4 separate regions of the Mus musculus genome follow, and all the other regions are linked to region 4. The links are chromatin contacts, called in public HiChIP or PLAC-seq and promoter capture Hi-C maps. All regions are on one chromosome and are shown on one strand. Each heading gives the region's core, a stretch centred on a gene start, on an enhancer-like site or on the middle of the called end of the contact. The rest is flanking DNA. Distances are from core to core; before and after follow the strand shown. Region 1 has its middle 18 kb from the start of Gm40961. Region 2 holds the start of Neurog1 (neurogenin 1). Region 3 overlaps 4930550C17Rik (RIKEN cDNA 4930550C17 gene). Region 4 holds the start of Slc25a48 (solute carrier family 25, member 48).

The links. Promoter capture Hi-C pulls out the DNA fragments that hold promoters and counts their contacts. HiChIP or PLAC-seq counts read pairs in DNA pulled down with a chosen protein or histone mark.
Region 1: a promoter capture Hi-C map of embryonic stem cells shows a contact between it and region 4, with 2.9 times the contacts expected there. The contact joins the enhancer-like site here to the promoter of Slc25a48 in region 4. A contact is called at or near these places in 4 of 39 promoter capture datasets (embryonic stem cells, hippocampal neurons and stem cell-derived epiblast-like cells), 2 of 484 Hi-C or Micro-C datasets (liver and rod photoreceptor), 1 of 115 datasets of contacts at active chromatin or transcription factors (pancreatic cancer cells) and 2 of 9 other capture datasets (adipose tissue and embryonic stem cells).
Region 2: a contact with region 4 is called in an H3K4me3 HiChIP or PLAC-seq map of stem cell-derived neural progenitor cells, with 71 read pairs. The contact joins the promoter of Neurog1 here to the promoter of Slc25a48 in region 4. A contact is called at or near these places in 15 of 39 promoter capture datasets (the 3T3-L1 cell line, the HPC-7 cell line, HPC-7-derived erythroid cells and 10 more), 2 of 15 datasets of contacts at CTCF or cohesin (both in embryonic stem cells), 2 of 484 Hi-C or Micro-C datasets (bone marrow-derived macrophages and embryonic fibroblasts), 21 of 115 datasets of contacts at active chromatin or transcription factors (craniofacial prominence, differentiating embryonic stem cells, embryonic basal ganglia and 10 more) and 4 of 9 other capture datasets (adipose tissue, liver, macrophages and 1 more).
Region 3: a contact with region 4 is called in an H3K4me3 HiChIP or PLAC-seq map of embryonic forebrain, with 4 times the contacts expected there. The contact joins the enhancer-like site here to the promoter of Slc25a48 in region 4. A contact is called at or near these places in 14 of 39 promoter capture datasets (the 3T3-L1 cell line, 3T3-L1-derived adipocytes, the C10 cell line and 8 more), 1 of 484 Hi-C or Micro-C datasets (embryonic stem cells), 14 of 115 datasets of contacts at active chromatin or transcription factors (craniofacial prominence, embryonic basal ganglia, embryonic forebrain and 6 more) and 3 of 9 other capture datasets (embryonic stem cells, macrophages and pancreatic islet).

Annotation. Positions count from the first base shown.
Region 1 is chr13:56,645,501-56,649,908 of GRCm38.p6, reverse strand. No RefSeq gene overlaps it. Among named protein-coding and RNA genes, the nearest start is that of Gm40961, 18 kb to the left of the region's middle. Within about 2 kb of position 1,653, at least 91 of the 459 cell types and tissues checked have an H3K27ac peak or open chromatin away from gene starts, as enhancers often do. A contact at or near this core is called in adipose tissue, embryonic stem cells, liver and 1 more, where this site is marked.
Region 2 is chr13:56,249,032-56,253,794 of GRCm38.p6, reverse strand. It overlaps Neurog1 (neurogenin 1), which reads left to right and starts at 1,615. Exons shown (of 1, transcript NM_010896.3): 1 at 1,615-3,317. The coding sequence starts at 1,863. The coding sequence ends at 2,597.
Region 3 is chr13:56,219,985-56,224,117 of GRCm38.p6, reverse strand. It overlaps 4930550C17Rik (RIKEN cDNA 4930550C17 gene), which reads left to right. Exons shown (of 5, transcript NR_131023.1): 5 at 1,008-1,894. Among named protein-coding and RNA genes, the nearest start is that of 4930550C17Rik, 22 kb to the left of the region's middle. Within about 2 kb of position 2,572, at least 70 of the 459 cell types and tissues checked have an H3K27ac peak or open chromatin away from gene starts, as enhancers often do. A contact at or near this core is called in craniofacial prominence, embryonic basal ganglia, embryonic forebrain and 1 more, where this site is marked.
Region 4 is chr13:56,435,304-56,439,618 of GRCm38.p6, reverse strand. Slc25a48 (solute carrier family 25, member 48) reads right to left here and starts at 1,264. Exons shown (of 8, transcript NM_177809.4): 1 at 1,084-1,264. The coding sequence starts at 1,129.

The DNA of each region.
Region 1 (4,408 bases), core at 404-2,903, 210 kb before region 4:
AGGACAAGAACTCAGGGCAAGGACCTAGATGCAGGAATGGTGGAGGAATGCTGCTGCTCACTGGCTCACACACTCACACACACTCACTCATACACACTCACATACACACACTCACAAACACTCACACATACACACACTCACACACACTCACTCATACACACTCACATACACACACTCACACACACACACTCACACATACACACACTCACACATACACAGGGCTTCAGGGATGGTGCTGCACACAGTGGGCTGAGCCCTTCCATGTCCATCCTCAATCAAGACTATCTCTCATAGACATGGCCAGTCTGATTAAGGCAACTCTTCATTTAAGGTTTCCTCCACCCAGTTGGCTCTAAAAACTAACTAGGACATTCATCTCCAGGATACTGGTATGAGGTTTAAAGGGTCTAAAGTTATTTGATTATTTATTTATTTATTTATTTATTTATTTAGTGTGTGTATGTATGTGTGTATGTGTATGTATATGTTTGTGCAGTGTGTATGTATTGTGGTATATGTGTGGTGTATGTGGTGTGTGGTGTGTGTATGTATAGTGTATGTATGTGTGTGGTGTGTATGTATAATGTATATATGTGTGTGCAGTGTGTATGTATTGTGTGGTGTGTGTGGTGTGTGTATGTATGTGTGTGGTATGTGTGTATAATGTATATATGTGTGTGTAGTGTGTGTGGTGTGTGGTCTGTGTAGTGTGTGTATGTGTTGTGTGTGGTATGTGTGGTATGTGTGTGTGTGTGGTGTGTATGTGTAGTGTGTATATGTGTGTAGTGTGTGTGAGAGTGTGTGTGAGTGGGGTGTGGTGTGTGCATGTGTGGTTTCTGTGTAGTATGTGTTTATATGTGTGTATAGTGTGTGTAAATAAATGTGTGGTGTATATGGTGTGTGTGCCTCTGTGTGTGACTGTGTTGTATGTGTGTGCGACTATATCTGTTTCGGTGTGACTGTCTGTTTGAGTGTCTGTGTGACTGTGACTCTGTGTGTGTGTGATTTGCACCTTTGGTTCTCTCCTCCTACCATCTGGGTTCCGTGGATAAACCCAAGGTTGTCAGACTTGGCAGCACAGGTCTACCTGATGAGCCATCTCTGGCCCAAGGCTAAGGTTTAAATAGAGGGCAAAAGGTGTGCATAAGCAAATAGCAATCTTGGTCAAGGTGTGGTCCTGTCCACCACTGACTCACTCTTAGCTGATTAACTCCAGCAGGGTGACATGATGTGTTATCCATCTCTTTCTGGGAGACAGGCTCCCCTCCTTTAGCTGGCACTAGGTGTCAGCTTTTTGTTTTTGTTGTCTCTATCAACATGAAGTCCCTGGGGGAATTCCAATTCCTTGGGGTCCATTGATTCAAACCAAGAAATACAGAGAAGAATGCAAGGCAAGTGGGGAAGAAGGTGTGTGTGCCCTGCTAGGATGATAATCCTGCCCCTTCCTTTCAGACACATGCTTTCCTGTTTCCACAGGCTAGGGAAATCCCTAAGCTTTCCAGAAATGGGTGTTTAGACTCTAGAAACTGATACATTCAATTGAGAGGAAAACAAACACCTCAGATGTGTTTTTCTCTCTGTGGCAGCTGCTGTGGACTAGACATCTGGGGCTTGGCCTGGGCCACAGCTCATTAAAATCACAGAGAGAAGGGCTTCCCTCCAAGAATGTTGCTTTTTGCATATTTACATAATGATACCCATGCAGCTACCCCTGACCTTATCAGGAAGCAGAATTCATGCTGGCTTGCCAGATGTGCTGGCAGACTTTTGTCTGCTTCCTGCTCCTTAGGGCCAGGCCCCTGGGGAATGAGGCTGGAAAGAGCCAGCATCCTCTCTCTGCAGGCCCTGCTGCCACCCCAGCTGATGTGTGTCTACATCCCTGGTAGTGAGTAAGTCTCAGGCTTCCTGCATCTCAGTGGGTTTCCTGAAACTATGGGGAATTTCTGATCCAAGAGGGCTGAGCCAGTGGGGGGTGGGGGTGGGGGGCAAAGTTTGCTTCCAACAAGTCCTAGGGAGTGTCGTCGGTCCCATGACTACCCTTGAGGGTGCCTAACTAGTCTTTCTGAACCCACTGAGACTTTGACCCTTGGCTGTGGCCCCAGGGACCAGAGACGTCAGTGTCACCCGTTATGATGCAAGAGTCTGCGGTTCCATCCCAAAGCGGCAAAGCGGTGGCTTCAGAGTCTTCGTCGTCCCAACTTTTAAGAGGCAGCAAACCAGAGTGTGTTAAGGATGCTGAGCTGGGCATTGTGGTGATGAAAACAGGAAATAGAAACTGGCGAGGAAGCTTTAGGGACAGGGACTTCCATTCTTGTCCTTGGCCGTAAGCAGCAAGTGTTTGGGGGCTCTGTCATATTTCTTCTTCTTTTACACAGACCCCCAGAGGTTGGACCAACTGGACTGACTGGCTCATGCTCACCACTACCCACACCTCAAGATAGACAGTCCTTATTAACTCCAGACAGTGGCCCTTGGCAGCAACCCATCTTTGGAACACACCACTCTTACTCCAGGGCAGCAGCTGTCACCTCTGAAGCTATAATACGCTTGCAGTAAAGCTTATCGTTCTAGTGGCTTTTCTGTTACTATGATAAACAGCAGGACTGAGAGCAACTTGGAGAGGAAAGGGTTTATTTCAGCTACACATCTAGGATGCAGTCAATCACTGAGGGAAATCAGAGCAGGAACTCAAGACAAGAACCCAGAGGCAGGAACTGAAGCAGAGATGGTGGAGGAACCGTGTTTATGGCTTGCTCTCCCTTGATTTGTGCTCAGCTAGGTTTCTTATAGAGCCTAGACACGTGAGCCTAGGAATGGTGCTACCCATAGTGGCTGGGTTGTCCCACACCAGTTGTCAGCTAAGACCACATCTCATAGATATAGCCATGGCAAAGTGATTGAGGCAAACCTTCAAGGGAGCTTCTCTCTTCCAAGGCGACTCTAGATTGACAGTAGAAAGTAACCAGCTCACTCACCCTCTGTGAAATCCATTTTTCATCTTAATGAGAAAAAGGACCGGGAAGGCCCTCCTGTGGCTTTGGTAGTGTGGATTCTCTAGGACTTTAGCACCTAAGCTATCACCCAATGGAGGCAAGGAAGCTTTTGTTTCTCTTTGTGATCTGTTCTCCCTTCGTCCCGATCAGCAGCATGAACCTATAACTCTAGAACTTAGGAAATGGAGGCAGGAATATCAAGAGGAGTTCCAGGCCAGCTTAGCCTATTTACATGAAACACGAGACCCTGGTTTTGTTGGTTTGGTTTGGTGGTTGGTTGGCTTTAGCTTTTTTTTGTGTGTGTGTTTTTTTTTCTGGTTGTTGTTTGTTTTGGTTGGTTGGCTTTTGTTTGGGCATTGTTTGTTTGTTTGTTTGTTTGAGAAAGGGTTTCTTGGTGTAGCCTATCTATAGACCAGGCTGACCTGGAACTCACAGAGATATATGTCTCTGCCTCCAGAGTGCTGGGATTAAAGGCATGTGCTACCACCCAACAAGGCTCGTTTTCTTCCTTGTTTTTTTTTCCCCTTTCCTTTCCTTTCCTTTCCTTTCCTTTCCTTTCCTTTCCTTTCCTTTCCTTTCTTTTCTTTTCTTTTCTTTTCTTTTCTTTTCTTTTCCTTCTCTCTTTCTTTATTTTTCTTTTTATTTCTTCATACAAATGAACCTGGAGCATAATCAGACAGGCCAGAACCTAGAAACCTGCACTTGTAACAAGGTCCTACAATGGCCGTATCAGAGAATCATCATTCTGTATAGTAAAATCCCCAGGGGAGTTGTACTAGTTCCTTCATAGAAGGCCCATTCATTCCTTATCTCGCCCCTCAGTAAATTAGAAATTCTCCAAGTGGGGGCCGGTTGAGTTCTACTTAAGGTCTGTTTCTCAAATGGACCGCAGCATCAACTGGACTCTTACTGGAATGAACAGTTCCTGTCAAGGGTCACTGGCCTTGGTGGTAGAACTAGTCCCTTGCGGGTATTGGCCAGAGGGTCACTGTCCTCAGTGGATGTCAGTGGGGGGCGGGGGGGGGGCTGCTCGCTCTCACTCCAGGCTGTCTGTGTCCCTTCTCTCCTTTGTGACCCTCCATAGTCACTTGGCACAGAAACATTTTCAGAGTTCATTCTCATGTCACCAACTGGACCAAATGTCTACTGGAGGACCAAAATATCTATCTAGTCCAGCCGGATGATGGCCCTGCTGCCATCAGGGCTCCATCATTAACAGCCAAAAGTTCTTCCTAGTTAACAACTTTTATTTTTATGGTGAAACATAATTGAGCACAATAAAGAAAGAGGACAGCTAGGGACGTAGCTTAGTGGTACACTTTTTGTTTCTCTTGCACAGAGTCCTGGGTTTCTGACTCCTAGCATGGGTGTGCAATATGTGACACATAGACACATTTTCCTCAGTCCCCACATTT
Region 2 (4,763 bases), core at 366-2,865, 190 kb after region 4:
GGTTTTGAGCTTCTGGCCTTCTGAGCCTCAGAAGAGCGATCTTCTGTAAATTTAATGCACCCACTGTGGTGTGGTAATTTTAAGGAAGCCCAAAGAAATAAATACAGGGCCTGGAATTGTCACAAGGTCAGACTGGTGCCGGTATTCTGGGACCACCAGAAGCTGTCACAGGGACAGAAAGAGGCAGAGCTACCATTGCACAACTCCCAGCAGCCCTTGGGCTCCTGGGATGCCCAAGGATCTGTCAACAATTACTTTTTCTTGCATAATCTGATTACAGCCATTTCCTGCCACTTTTTACAAACCTCCTCAAGCCCTAATCTGTAACTGTGTCCTAGCTTTCTGCCCAAGAGCTGCTACAGAGGGAAGGAGCCACGGGGCAAGAGCTAGGCATAGGCAAAGAGGCTGTGCTTTCTCTACCAAGGCGCAGGTGTCCTGGACAGAGCCCCTTTGAAGACAGCAGGCTAGGCATTGCACTGGGCCTGAGGCCACCACTCAGATATCATGGAAAGGGGGGGGGGGCGCCTCTAGGGTGTTCCTTTTGTTTTTAATACCTGACTCCACGATCCAGGTTTGCTCCTTAATAAATAACTCCTCTCAGGTGCATTTGAGAGGCTGCCTGAGCCTCTATTGCTGTCCGGCAAACAGGAAAATGACTCGACCCACAGAATGAGGACATTTCTCTGGACTAGGCAAGTTTATAGGCAAATTGGCAGAAGGGATGGGGACGGAATTCCACTGTGTGCTTGCTGCCTTCTGTGGGACATCTCTCTCCTGGCCAGAAGCTAAGTCCCTTAGCCAGCTGGCACTGGGGTGAGCCCCTGAGGCTGGCACCATTCCAAAACGTGCGGCACAAGAGGATGCTTGGAAATGGAGAGAGCAAGATTTCAGGAGAAGAGGGGGTCTGCACACCCCCATATTACCTCGTGAGTCTTTGAGGAGGGGTACGCGGGCAGGGGCAGAGTGGGGTCAAGCCCCAGCTCAGTCTGGGAACTCATTGGATCTTTAGATCTTTCTCTTGCTGTCTTCTTCATTAACCTTGGCGGAGCAGGGACATCTATCCCTCCTCAAGACGTGTAACTGTTTACTGGTCCTGTCTGTTTAGATGCGAATAGTCAATCAGTAGCAGGCAAAGGGATGCGAACTCAGTAGCAGGCAAAGGGATGCGAACCCAGCCTCCAGCCTCAGCCCCAGCTCTCCATCACCCGCCACAGAGCTCACACTTTCTGCCAGGGCTCCTCCTCCCCATCCACCCCAGCGAGGGACACCCGCGCGCCCCTGGGAGGAGTGTGCCTCGGCCCGCCGCTAATCGCCCCCGGCCCCCGCCTTCGCCCGGGTTTCCCGGCCAGAGACGCCCCGGCCTCCCTCGCTTGATCCGGCTCCCGGAGCAGGCCGGGCCACCGATTGGCCGGCGGTAATTACGGGCACGCTCCAGGAGGGGGGCTGGGCGGGGGCGGCCTCCCGCGAGCATAAATTATGCAAATAGCAGGCGCCGCACGGGGCTGACCTGCCGCCTCTCGCCATTCACCCGCGCCGCCTCGGGGGCGGAGGTGGCCAGGGAGGGGGCGCCCATTGTTGCGCGCCGTACTTAAGGGGTCCTGAGGCCGGTCGTGTGCCACACTTGGTGCTCACAGGAGCTGATCTGATCGCCGGCGACATCACTCAGGAGACCAGCCCGGCGCGTGGCCCCTGCAGGCGAGGCGAGGAGGGCCAAGCCCATTCACTCCCTGAGCCCCTGCGATCTTCCCGGCCCTCGCGCCTGCAGCAGGCACAGGCTAGCCCCGGGTCGTACGGACAGTAAGTGCGCTTCGAAGGCCGACCTCCAAACCTCCTGTCCGTCTGTCGGTCCTGCACACTGCAAGATGCCTGCCCCTTTGGAGACCTGCATCTCTGATCTCGACTGCTCCAGCAGCAACAGCAGCAGCGACCTGTCCAGCTTCCTCACCGACGAGGAGGACTGTGCCAGGCTACAGCCCCTAGCCTCCACCTCGGGGCTGTCCGTGCCAGCCCGGAGGAGCGCTCCCGCCCTCTCCGGGGCATCGAATGTTCCCGGTGCCCAGGACGAAGAGCAGGAACGGCGGAGGCGGCGAGGTCGCGCTCGGGTGCGGTCCGAGGCTCTGCTGCACTCCCTGCGGAGGAGTCGTCGCGTCAAAGCCAACGATCGCGAGCGCAACCGCATGCACAACCTCAACGCTGCGCTGGACGCCTTGCGCAGCGTGCTGCCCTCGTTCCCCGACGACACCAAGCTCACCAAGATTGAGACGCTGCGCTTCGCCTACAACTACATCTGGGCCCTGGCTGAGACACTGCGCCTGGCAGATCAAGGGCTCCCCGGGGGCAGTGCCCGGGAGCGCCTCCTGCCTCCGCAGTGTGTCCCCTGTCTGCCCGGGCCCCCGAGCCCGGCCAGCGACACTGAGTCCTGGGGTTCCGGGGCCGCTGCCTCCCCCTGCGCCACTGTGGCATCACCACTCTCTGACCCCAGTAGTCCCTCGGCTTCAGAAGACTTCACCTATGGCCCGGGCGATCCCCTTTTCTCCTTTCCTGGCCTGCCCAAAGACCTGCTCCACACGACGCCCTGTTTCATCCCATACCACTAGGCCTTTGTAAGGCAACATCAATACTTTCTTCCTCCCCCAGTCTAAGAGCAATAATAGATGGGGAACTGGCTGAAGCCTCCGGGGGCCACACTTACCCCCAAGTGAATTCTGGGAGCTTTAAAGGGGGGAGGGGGAATACCTGACCACTTGTTAGGTTGCTGCACCCTCGCTGAAGCTGCCCTCGGTCTATTTCTCCACCCCCAGCACGGCCTCCCCCCCCCCCCGCCCGCCCCCAGACGGCCTTTCGTTTTTGTTGCACTTTCTGAACTTCACAAAACCTTCTTTGTGACTGGCTCAGAACTGACCCCAGCCACCACTTCAGTGTGGTTTGGAAAAGGGACAGATGAGCCCCTGAAGACGAGGTGAAAAGTCAATTTTACAATTTGTAGAACTCTAATGAAGAAAAACGAGCATGAAAATTCGGTTTGAGCCGGCTGACAATACAATGGCAAGGCTTAAAAAGGAGCCACAAGGAGTGGGCTTCATGCATTATGGATCCCGACCCCCGCCACTGTGGGCTTGCTCCAGGAAGAACCTGAGTGCTAGCATAGCTATTCAGGCACTGGACTGGAGGGTACTTTAATTTATTCAGGATGCTTCATTCATATGAAAATGTATTTTTGTACATAAAGAATTTATTCTATTATTATGAGCTATCAAAGTTTACATTTTTGTACTGCAGATGCTTCGTGTAAATAAAAAAAAATAAGGGAAAAAAAAGTAGTCACCCGTTTCCTTGCCTAGTAGCGGTGTCTCTGGGGCTTTCCCTCATCCCCTTGGCAGCTCCACCTGTAAAGTGAAATATTATCCCACCATCTCCAAACCTCCAATCCTGTTTCAAAAACAACTTAAAAATAAAGCGCACCCGACTATCGCCAAGAACGAGGGAGACAGATTAAGGCACTTTGAGCCATCCATTCCTTCTGCCTTGTAAACACAAGAGAGAACTTTCAGGCACCCCATAAGCCAATTAAGACTTTCTAATGGGGAATTAGCCCCGATCCGCAGCTACCTGTAGAGGTAGGGGCCTGGAGTCTTTTGAGGAACTCCACATCAGCTGGCTCTGTATTTCAAAGGGAGGGGATTAAAAAGATCAATACAGTGTGGCCACTGGCTAGGAAGCCCCAGGGACAGGTGGGCCTAGTCTGGGCAATCAGAAGGGTCTACTCTTGGAGCTGCCCTATTTAGAAGAGGAAATTGATTTGTAAACAACGCCTTTAAAGTATTGTCCATGAAGGCTGGGGTCCTCCTAGCTGTGAGGAGTTGGCTGCATTGTCCCCACGTGGGATCAACAGCTGCCTTAAAACTTCGGGTTAGGGTGGCATAGCCCTCCACACATGGGCGTTTCTACTCGCTGCAGCTCCAAGTGTGGGGGAGGGGGTCCCACAGAGAAGGGCTTTGCTCAGCTAGTCCTCAGGGGCTTTCATTTGTTCCTAGAGAAATCCCAGTGGGGACGTTTTTTTTTTTTTTTTTTTTTTTCTGGCTGCAGTGCTTGTCAGTAGTCTGACAATTGGCTAATAGCACTAGCCGGGCAGGAGTAACTTTTCCTTTACATTTCAGAATGGGGATGATTACAGGAAGCCCTGTCACTTCTTCTGGTCTCACAAGTTGCCCCATAGTAGGACAGCATCCTCCTACTTCATACATTGAGCTGCCCTTTGTGATGAGGCAGCTATTTCATGGGAAGGGGGCTTGTAGGATTTTTTTTTCCAGGCAATGCCTCTGACAGAAACCCTTTGCCTTCTGACATTTGGTCCTGGTGGCTGGGATCCACAAATTCATATGCCCCAGCCAGCAATGCTAAGCCCTGCCACAGGCAAGATGCCCTGTGTCAGATAAGAAGGCTACCTTCCAGAAGGTTTTGGAAAATCGGATACCTTCTCTAATTGCCCTGGAGCAGGGGATGAGTACTCTTAAGAAGTCTGAGAGATTGCAGAGCCTAAGAGCAGAGTCAGCAGTTCCTCTTAGAAGCTGTCTCTCTGATGGCCCAGCCTGGGGCCTGCTGGATGACCTCCTCTCACATCTAACCACCAGCTTTTAGCTTCCTGAAGCAAACTGACATAGCCTGCCCTGGGTTTTGGGCTCTCCCGAGGAGAGAATGCTGGGAAGTGACTCAGATCTTCTCAGGAACAAGAAGTATAGTCCCTTAGGGAGACTCTTCAGCCA
Region 3 (4,133 bases), core at 1,323-3,822, 220 kb after region 4:
ATCTTTTCACTAGTCTGTTGCCGCCCCTCTCCCTGCCGGTGACCCTAACTAGGCTGTCTCTGCCTCAGTTAAGTGGTCCCTAATTGCCAGGACCAAAGACCCGGGAGGCACCTGGCTGCCAGCAGCATGCTCACCTGCAGCGCTCTAAAATCTGGGTGGGCGGTGGACAACGAAGCAGCCCCCACCCAGATGCAGGAGAGGCGGGAGGCCCAGCTTCCCACCTGTCAATCAATGCCCAGCAGCTGCGCTCTGCGTAGCCGCTGCGCACTGCTCCTCGGAGGGAGATAAACATCATGGGGAAATCCAATCCAGCGCGGCTTCAGAGATAAACAGATGTGCGGGGCGCCACAGCTCAGGAGATAACGCCCCCCACCCCGCCCCATGAGCCCGCCCAGCCCTGCACCTGCCCCAGGCGACCTGGATGAGCCTCTTGGGAGAGAGGCTGCGGCCCTCTAACTCTGAGAAAAGAATCTCAAGAGCTGCGGGTGACGTTGGGGTTAGAGGAGAAAGAAGCTGCATTTGTAACAAACTCAGTAGACTGCATAGGGACACTGGCATGAACTACCAGGGTTCAAATCCTGGCTCTGCACTGTTGGCTAGACAACTCAACGTGGAGTCCTCATCACCCGGTCATGACCATTCAAAACACCTTCTCTGAGCAGTTAAATCTGGACTGGTGTTAAAATGTACCGCCTGCTCTTAGTGTGGGTTTGGGCTAGATAAAACTGATAGATAGCTAGATAAAACTTCGAGGCTGACAAAGCCATCGATGACACTGGAACGTGAAACCATTTGGGAGAATGAGGCAGATAGAAGATGTGGGTGTGAGGAGTCCTATCTGGAAAGGATTCTTCCCTACGCAGAATATCCCTCCCAAACTCATTCATTTATTCCCCTGACACTGAGAAACAATAGTGAAAAAGGACCTTGGTAAAGTTTATGGAAGCCTGAACTCTCCCTGAAGCCTAAAGACCCCTTTATTGGTGAGATCCTTGTGTTTTCCCTAGCTCCAGTGAACGGACTTTTTGGCTTAAGTATGAAGAGTTGATGCAGCTCCCGGACTGTGCCTGTGGTGTTGCCAGATTCCTGGCCCCGAGGCCGGAAGTTTTCTTGCATGAACCCTACTGGAAAGAAGGGCTGGGTTTAAGCTGGAAATGATGACCACTGGACCACACTTGGGGCACACCAGCTGAATCTCCATCTGTTCTGTTCTCCCTCATCTCCCTCTCTCCTCCCCCTTTCTCTTTTTCCCTCCCTCCCTCTCTCTTTTACTGGCAGGTCTTCTCTGCTCTGAAGGCCAGAAGTTCCCGCATCGCCTTCCATAGGGTCAAGTTGTACGACTCCTCCTAAACCAGAATTCTCTGCCGGTGAGATTAGAAGATGCCTGACCGACCCTAAGCAGGAGCTATCCCTGGGCTAGTCGAGTCTCCGAGCCTCCTCAAGGGGCCCAGCAAGGAGCACTCTGGCTAGCTCTCCTCGAGGATAGGAGTGCAGTGACACCCGTTGCGCACCCCAACTGCAAGTTTACTACTTCTGGTTCTTGTGGAAGTGTGATCCCACTTTTTTTCCGGTGTGGCGGGCACTCGCCCTTTCGTGCTAGCGTGACCATTACGCTAGCTAGGCCTTTGTGGACCTGAAAAGATCCGAAGTCTCTCAGAACGCCTCCCACAGCACTAGTCCCGCCGCTGTCTCCTCCAGGCCCCAGGTCTGGCGTCCCCAGAGCCATTGCACCCTCTGGCCGGTCCTCAACGCGCAGCAGCTGGAGTGTGTAGCACAAGCGGTGGCAGGCTCTGTCTGCCCCCACCCACTTCCAGCCAATGTGAAAAAATGCGTGCGGACCCTTTCCCTCCACTCGGAGGACGCTGGACTGGGAATAAAGTGCTATTGAGACCGGAAGAGGCCGCCTCTGTCTGCACAGCTTTGTGCGACGTTTTCGGAGACATTTGCATCTGTTTGCGCTTGGGTAAACGGCGCTAATAGCTCGGCCAGCCGTAGAAAGCCCGAAGATTGTTCCGTGTCTCCCTCCCCCTCCGGGCTCTGGCCCGGCGCTGGCCGATCAGTGCAGTGCGCCACCGGTGCACAGCCTAGGACTGCCAACCCCGTCCGGTTCAAAGATTGAGCGCCCTCGCCCTCGGCCCACTTTTAAACAATTGCCTTTAACAATGCAATTTTAAGCAGAAAATCGTCTAACTAGATTAAGCCTACATGGCACTTAAAAAAAAAAAAACCACCAAAAAACAAAAACAGGGCGTTAGACGAGTCCGCGTCGACAGAGGAGCGCGGTGCCTAACAGGATAGAAAAGTGTGAAATGCATGCAGAGGTGGAACAACCGGCAGGTGCCGGGCCTCCCTCTGGCCGGCCGGGGCTGGACAGCTCGCCTCGCCCCAGTCCCAAGGCTACAGACCGGACGCAGCTCCCTAGGGAGTGGGCGTGTGGGGCTGGGGGCCCATCCCAGCGACCCCCAACGTGCTCTGCTCGCCGGGTCTGCGGGCTCAGCTCTCCTGGCGCTGCAGCATCCTGCCCACCCCTAGTAGGGAGGGCACAGGGCAAGCTAGTGAGGACGGAACGCCCTCTCCACTCGCGAGACTGAGCAGACAGGCTCTTTTAATGGGATCGAAATCAAAGTCAGGCCTTAGAAAGCTCCATTGCTATGGTAGCAAAGTTCCCCTGAAAGCGACAAAGCCTGGAGTCGCCCCCACCCCTTCCCAGGCCTTGCCCTCGGTCCCCTCCCCACCTCCACCCCCACCCGGCGCTGCCTGGAGCCACGCTCGGAGCGCGCTCGGACGGGTTAATCACTGCAAAAACAAAGACATGAAAGACTCTCCAATTGGAGAGCCCTCCACTCCCTCCTCTCCGACCCAGGGGGAGGGGAGAGCCACACTGATGGAGTTTCCCCACCCAGCCCGAGAAGGCGCCGCAGCCTCAGTCGGGTGGGAGTCCCATCCCACCATCCCCAGGCGACGCCGCCCACACAATCTGGCACCTCCCGGAGGACTGATGGAGGTCGGCAGAGGGGATAGAGGAGATCAGGCGGTCTCCTACCCGACCCCACCCACCGCCACAACCCCACAAAACAGAAACACAAAGCCTCAGGATTTTTCTCGGAAGGATTTATGGAAATGTTTGAAACTGGAAAAAAAAAATTCTACAAATTAAAAAAAAGAAGAACCCACATAATTCAAATTAATCGACATTTAAGGAAAAATTGTAGTGTAAGGCTGTGTAATAGTCACATGTAAAACTTCTAGAATGCTATATAATTCAATGTAATGTGGGATCTAGACTATATATGTATACACATATTTAATACGATGTGATACTTAAAGGCTTAAATTACCTTAAAGGTTTCCTTTAAATCTCTCCTTGGAATTCAGGGGACCCTTTTCCAAGCCCTCTGAGGAAGACCAGCAGGGACTTCAAGCCCTGGAGAATTTGATGGGAGCAGGGCAGGGGCTTGTCTGTTCACAGACCAGGAAGGGCCTATCCTCCCCCCCCCCCCCCCCCCCCCCCCCGGCTGGTGGTCCCTGCCCTTAATTTCTACCTTCAGAGACAATGTGGCAATAACAGGAGAAGGTAGAGCCAGGCAGGAGTATTCCTGAAGTCTGAGGAGTCTTTAGCCAAGCATAAGGAAGACTGCTGGCTTCTGGTCCTTGAGTCTGAGGACAGCATGACCAATTCATTGGGCAATTAGACGTTGCTTTTTGTCTTAAGCCTTTGGGGTCAGAACTACTCCAGTACCCAGAATTACCTAAATATGAGTCAGACATTATCCAAACCATTCTTACTCTTCGTGTCAAACAGAGGCTCCCCAACTCCTCCTCTCTCAAAACCCTCCTGCGAGTTCCTGATTTAGACTTTAGAGTCCTTGCCAGGCACAGTGGTGGTGAACATCTTTAATCCCAGCTTTCATAGGCAGAAGCAGGCAGAACTCTTGAGTTCCTGAGGCTAGCCTGCACCACAGTGAGTTCCAGGATAGCCAGGGCTACACAGAGAAACCCTGTCTCAAAAACCAACACCCCCCCCCAAAAGACCTTGAGTCAAGGTGACGTGTGTTTTAAGGTCTCAGGAGTGGAGACCCTTTAATTATTCCCATGGTCAACAGTGGAGCTGGAGAGGTGGGTGGCTCAGTGAT
Region 4 (4,315 bases), core at 15-2,514:
TGCAGGATTCAATACACAATAGCCAAGAAAAGCAAATGTAGAGGACAGTGGCTGTTCTGAGAGGCAGGGGCACAACTGTGACTCACGGGGAAGATGAGGCATAAAAATACTCTGCAGCTTAGAGGGGTGTTTTACCTCTTGATGGAGTTACTAAAAATCATCAAATCATACACTTGAGCTGGAGGCATTTTTTAATGGAGAATACAAACCTTGGAAGACACAGCACAGGTACTTCAGCCTACCTGGAACCTGCTAAGCATCCTGTCCATGGGTTGCAGGTGACTGGCTATGAGACCGGCTTTGCAGGGAGCCTGAGGCAGAGACTCAGGCTCTCAGCCTCTGACTTGACAGAGAGAGACCTCAGGACACAGCAAGCTCCAGCTGGACTTTATTCAGAAACTTTACTTTTGTTAACTACTCCGGCTTGGTGGTGAACCTAGCAACAGCTGAGGGGTTGGGGTGGGGTACCAAAAAGTTCAGAAGAGCTAAAGATGGGGGTGCTGAAGGCGGCCAAACCAGAGGGATTCCTCTCAGCTGTAGTGTCGCGAGCCACTACACCACAGCGCTCGACTTCCTACCCTGCGGGCTCCGCTCCCTTCAGGATCAATGCCCTTAAGACAACCTGATCTTGAAGTCCAAGTTCTTGGCCGCCCTGAGACCCGGATTTCAGCTGCCAAACCAAGCGCTAACCCAAGCGCTAGTAACTTGGAGATGTCACCAACTCAGGTATGCCCCCGGTCACTGAAGGGTGTGCGCATATTTGGGTGACTCCATTGGTTGTCTGCCCTGACCAGCGGTTTAATCATTATGGGACCCGAGTTACGTTGGAGCCTAAGTTGAGGCAAATCAGAAGCTCGAGAAAATCGATGTGACTCTTAAAGAGCTTGGCTTCACAAATTAGGAGGGAACTCAGGACCAGCCAAGCGGACTGGGCTAGGGACACCCGGTGCTACAGGCGTAGCTCACTCCTGGATGGGCAATGCAAAGCACTGAGCACACTGGGTGCGAACAGCTGGCTTGGCGCCGCCGGGCAGTTTGCCCTGTGGTGCGGGGGTGGGGGTGGTCTTTCGCAAGCAAACTCACCTCCGATCCAGCCTGCCACAAAGTCTTCCAGCTGGAAGCTGCCCATGACCGACACGGCGTGCGCCTCGCCCTCCCGCAGCCGGCGCTACACGCGCTCAGTGTGTGTCGGGCATGGCCCCACCGGATCAGGAACACAGCAGAGGCGCGACTCCGTCACCCTGCAAGTTCTTCTCTAAACTCCGAGTTCCAGCCACCCGCGCTCGGGCTGTCAGCGAATGAGGGCGGGTGGCTGACAACCCGCCCCCAAAAGACCTTAAAGGCACAGCACTTCGACAAGGTGTGATCCAGGAGGCGGGGCCCCAGTCTCTTAGGGGAATTCCTTTGGTTCTTCTTGACACTACTCTCTCCCCAACAGTACAGCTTCTGAGTCTTCAGGTGGAAGCGCCAGCCAGAGGAACCGGTCCCTGTTTAACAGTTTGCAAAGTTCATCAAAAGACGGAAAGAGGGACGGACGCTTTACAACCACCAAATGTTGCCTGCAATAGAACTCACCTGGAAGACTCACCTGTGTTAAAGCAAACAGTCCTGCACTTACTAACGGAAGGTTTGGTGTTGCAGTAAATCTCCTCCCAAATATGCCCGGGCAATGAAAACATGACTCAGTTAATATGAATACATGCTGTGCGCCTAGATTGGGCAGATCTACCACTCCACTACCATCTTCCACAGTTTATGAGACCCCTTAGAACTTGAGGTTTCTCCAGGCCATGTGCTTCTGCTCTTCACCTTCCATTTTCTCCTCCTTCTCTCTCCTCATCTTCCACTCCACCTTCCCTTTTATCTGCCCAATCAGCAGCTCGCCTTTATTTTACAAATTAAGGTGGGAAGCAGGTTTACAGGAAACCACCTGAGTGCTGGCTGACTCATTCCTTGTTCCCATCCACTCACAGGAGACCAGAATTAATATCAAATATAATTATCCCCAGGGCTATCCACAACAGTTTGGGGAGATGGGTTAGTGGAAAGTTCACCTGCTGTGCACGCATGAGGACCTGAGTTTGGGGTCCCAGAGCCCATACAAATGCCTGACATGGTTGGGTGCCTGGAACTTCAGAGTTGAGTGGGGGGGGGGGGGTCCTCATAGACAGGAGGAGCACTTGACAGCTTAGTGGGAAACAGCATAGGAGACTTAAGGTTCTCCACACATACACACACACACACACACACTGTCTCTCTCATATGCACATACATGCGTGCACACACATATACACTCACATGCACACACATACATAGATATACCTGTACACAACTCACACAGGTGTGCATGCACACATATAAATATATACACACAAGCACATACATGTGTGCACACACATATATATGCATGCAAACACATACATGCACATACATACACATGTGTGCATGCATACATGTACATACATATACATAAGCACACATACACATTCACAGCACACATACATACACATGCATGCACATACACACATTGAGCCACTGCTGCTCCATCCCCCTCCTGAGATGACACTTGGTGGGGGTTAGTGTCGCTCTGTGCTGACCTGGCAAGGTAATTCCTGTCAACTGTGGCCCTTCCTCTAGCCACGCCCTCTCAGAGCCCTGTGCTCAGAGAACCTGGTGGTGCAAAGTCTCTTTCAGGCATAGCTGGGGGTTTCAGTGGCAGGAGATCCCCCACCAGATTTTGGCTCAACCCACACTGCTGCAGCCAAAAGATGGTCCTCTCTGCCTTAGATTCCCTCTGTAAGCAGACCACACTCCCAGCAAAGCCCCCAGCTGCAGTCCAGGGACATCCAGGCTGGCCACATGAGGCACCTTTAGGTTCCATTAGGAATGTCCTGCCTTCCCCTGTGTCTGTGGGTGACCCTGTGTTCAGGGGTGTCCAGCTAACTCCCAGCGAGGATGCAGCTTGGGGTCCCAGCCACAGCCCTAAGGGTAACAGGAGTCATGGTACTGCCTATAGGAAGTGCCTCTGCTTGGCCTGCTCTTGTCCTAGGGTGGCACTTTTGGGTCAATGTATAGGAGCAACTGGCCAGGCTTCTCCTCCCAAGGCAAGACTCTGACCACTGAGTCCTGCTATAGGGTCTGCTGAGGAGTGAGGCTCAGCATCCTCCTGTAGCCCTGTCTCCTTCCTCCATGGCATATGTACAGAGTTCATTTTTAAATTCTAGAGCCAAAGCCACCCCTCTGAGTGCAGGATAGAGCATGAAGCACAGGTTGGCAAGGGGAGTCTTGTAATGTCCTACAGAGGAGGGAAAAGCCACAGCCCATAGCTGAGCTCCCTTCATATGCACATAGTGACCCATTCAGCCACACAGTCATCACCAGCACTAGGCTTCATGCTGTACTCCGCTATGCCCATGATCGGGGCCTGGAATCTTTGGGGAGTTTACTGTTGGAGTACATCCAATGTGAAGCCAGCCAGATCCCAAAGCCATTCTTGCGGGACCACCTAGTACTTCCAGGCAGACGGCCAGCTCCTCAGTCCTGTGTCAGTGTTATTAGGGTGGTCTTGAGTTGGCAGGCAGCATTGCTAGCAGATAAGACGGCCCTCCCTGGCCCAGGGTACTGCTGTTTTGATTGCCAATGTTCTGATTGCATGCATGAGCCTGTCCTTGAAACACATCACAAGAAGGACTGAGAGAACCCTACATCATGTGGCAGTGTGGAGCAGGCCCTTAGTGGGCAGTGGGACCCAGCAGAACACTGTTCCAGGACAGGGAACAAAGCTGTTGCCCTTCCTGGATTTGCTTCTAGGGGGCAGCAGTGCTGCTGTCCGAATCTAAGCTGTCCTCTTGGCTGGGACACCAGCAACCAGGGCTCAGAGTTAACTTCTCGGAGAAAGGTTCGGAGACAGAGAGACTGGGAGAGGCTCCCTGGGTTGCCAGAGCGAAATCCCATTCCATTTCTCCCTCAGTTCTTCCACACAGGGAACCCCAGCGGTGCTGCCTGTGTGGCAGGGGCTTGTCAGGGGGTAGCACTAGAATCCTTGAATAATGGGGCCCATTTCTGGTTTCTCACTGGCTCCTTCGAGGGTAACAAAAGCCAGTCTTTGCTTCTGAGAAGGCAGCTAAGGAAGAGAGTTTGTCTGGGGTGCAACGTGGAAGCTACTGGGGAGCTCTCTCTGCAGCCTGCCATCTCCTGTTTGTGCGTTGAATCTACTCAGCTGATGGCTCCAGCTTTTCAACTCTTTTCTTACCCAAGGACTGAGTCCCTTCCTGTGTGCACCAACTACACCTGAGCCAGCTGCTGGCCCACTGTG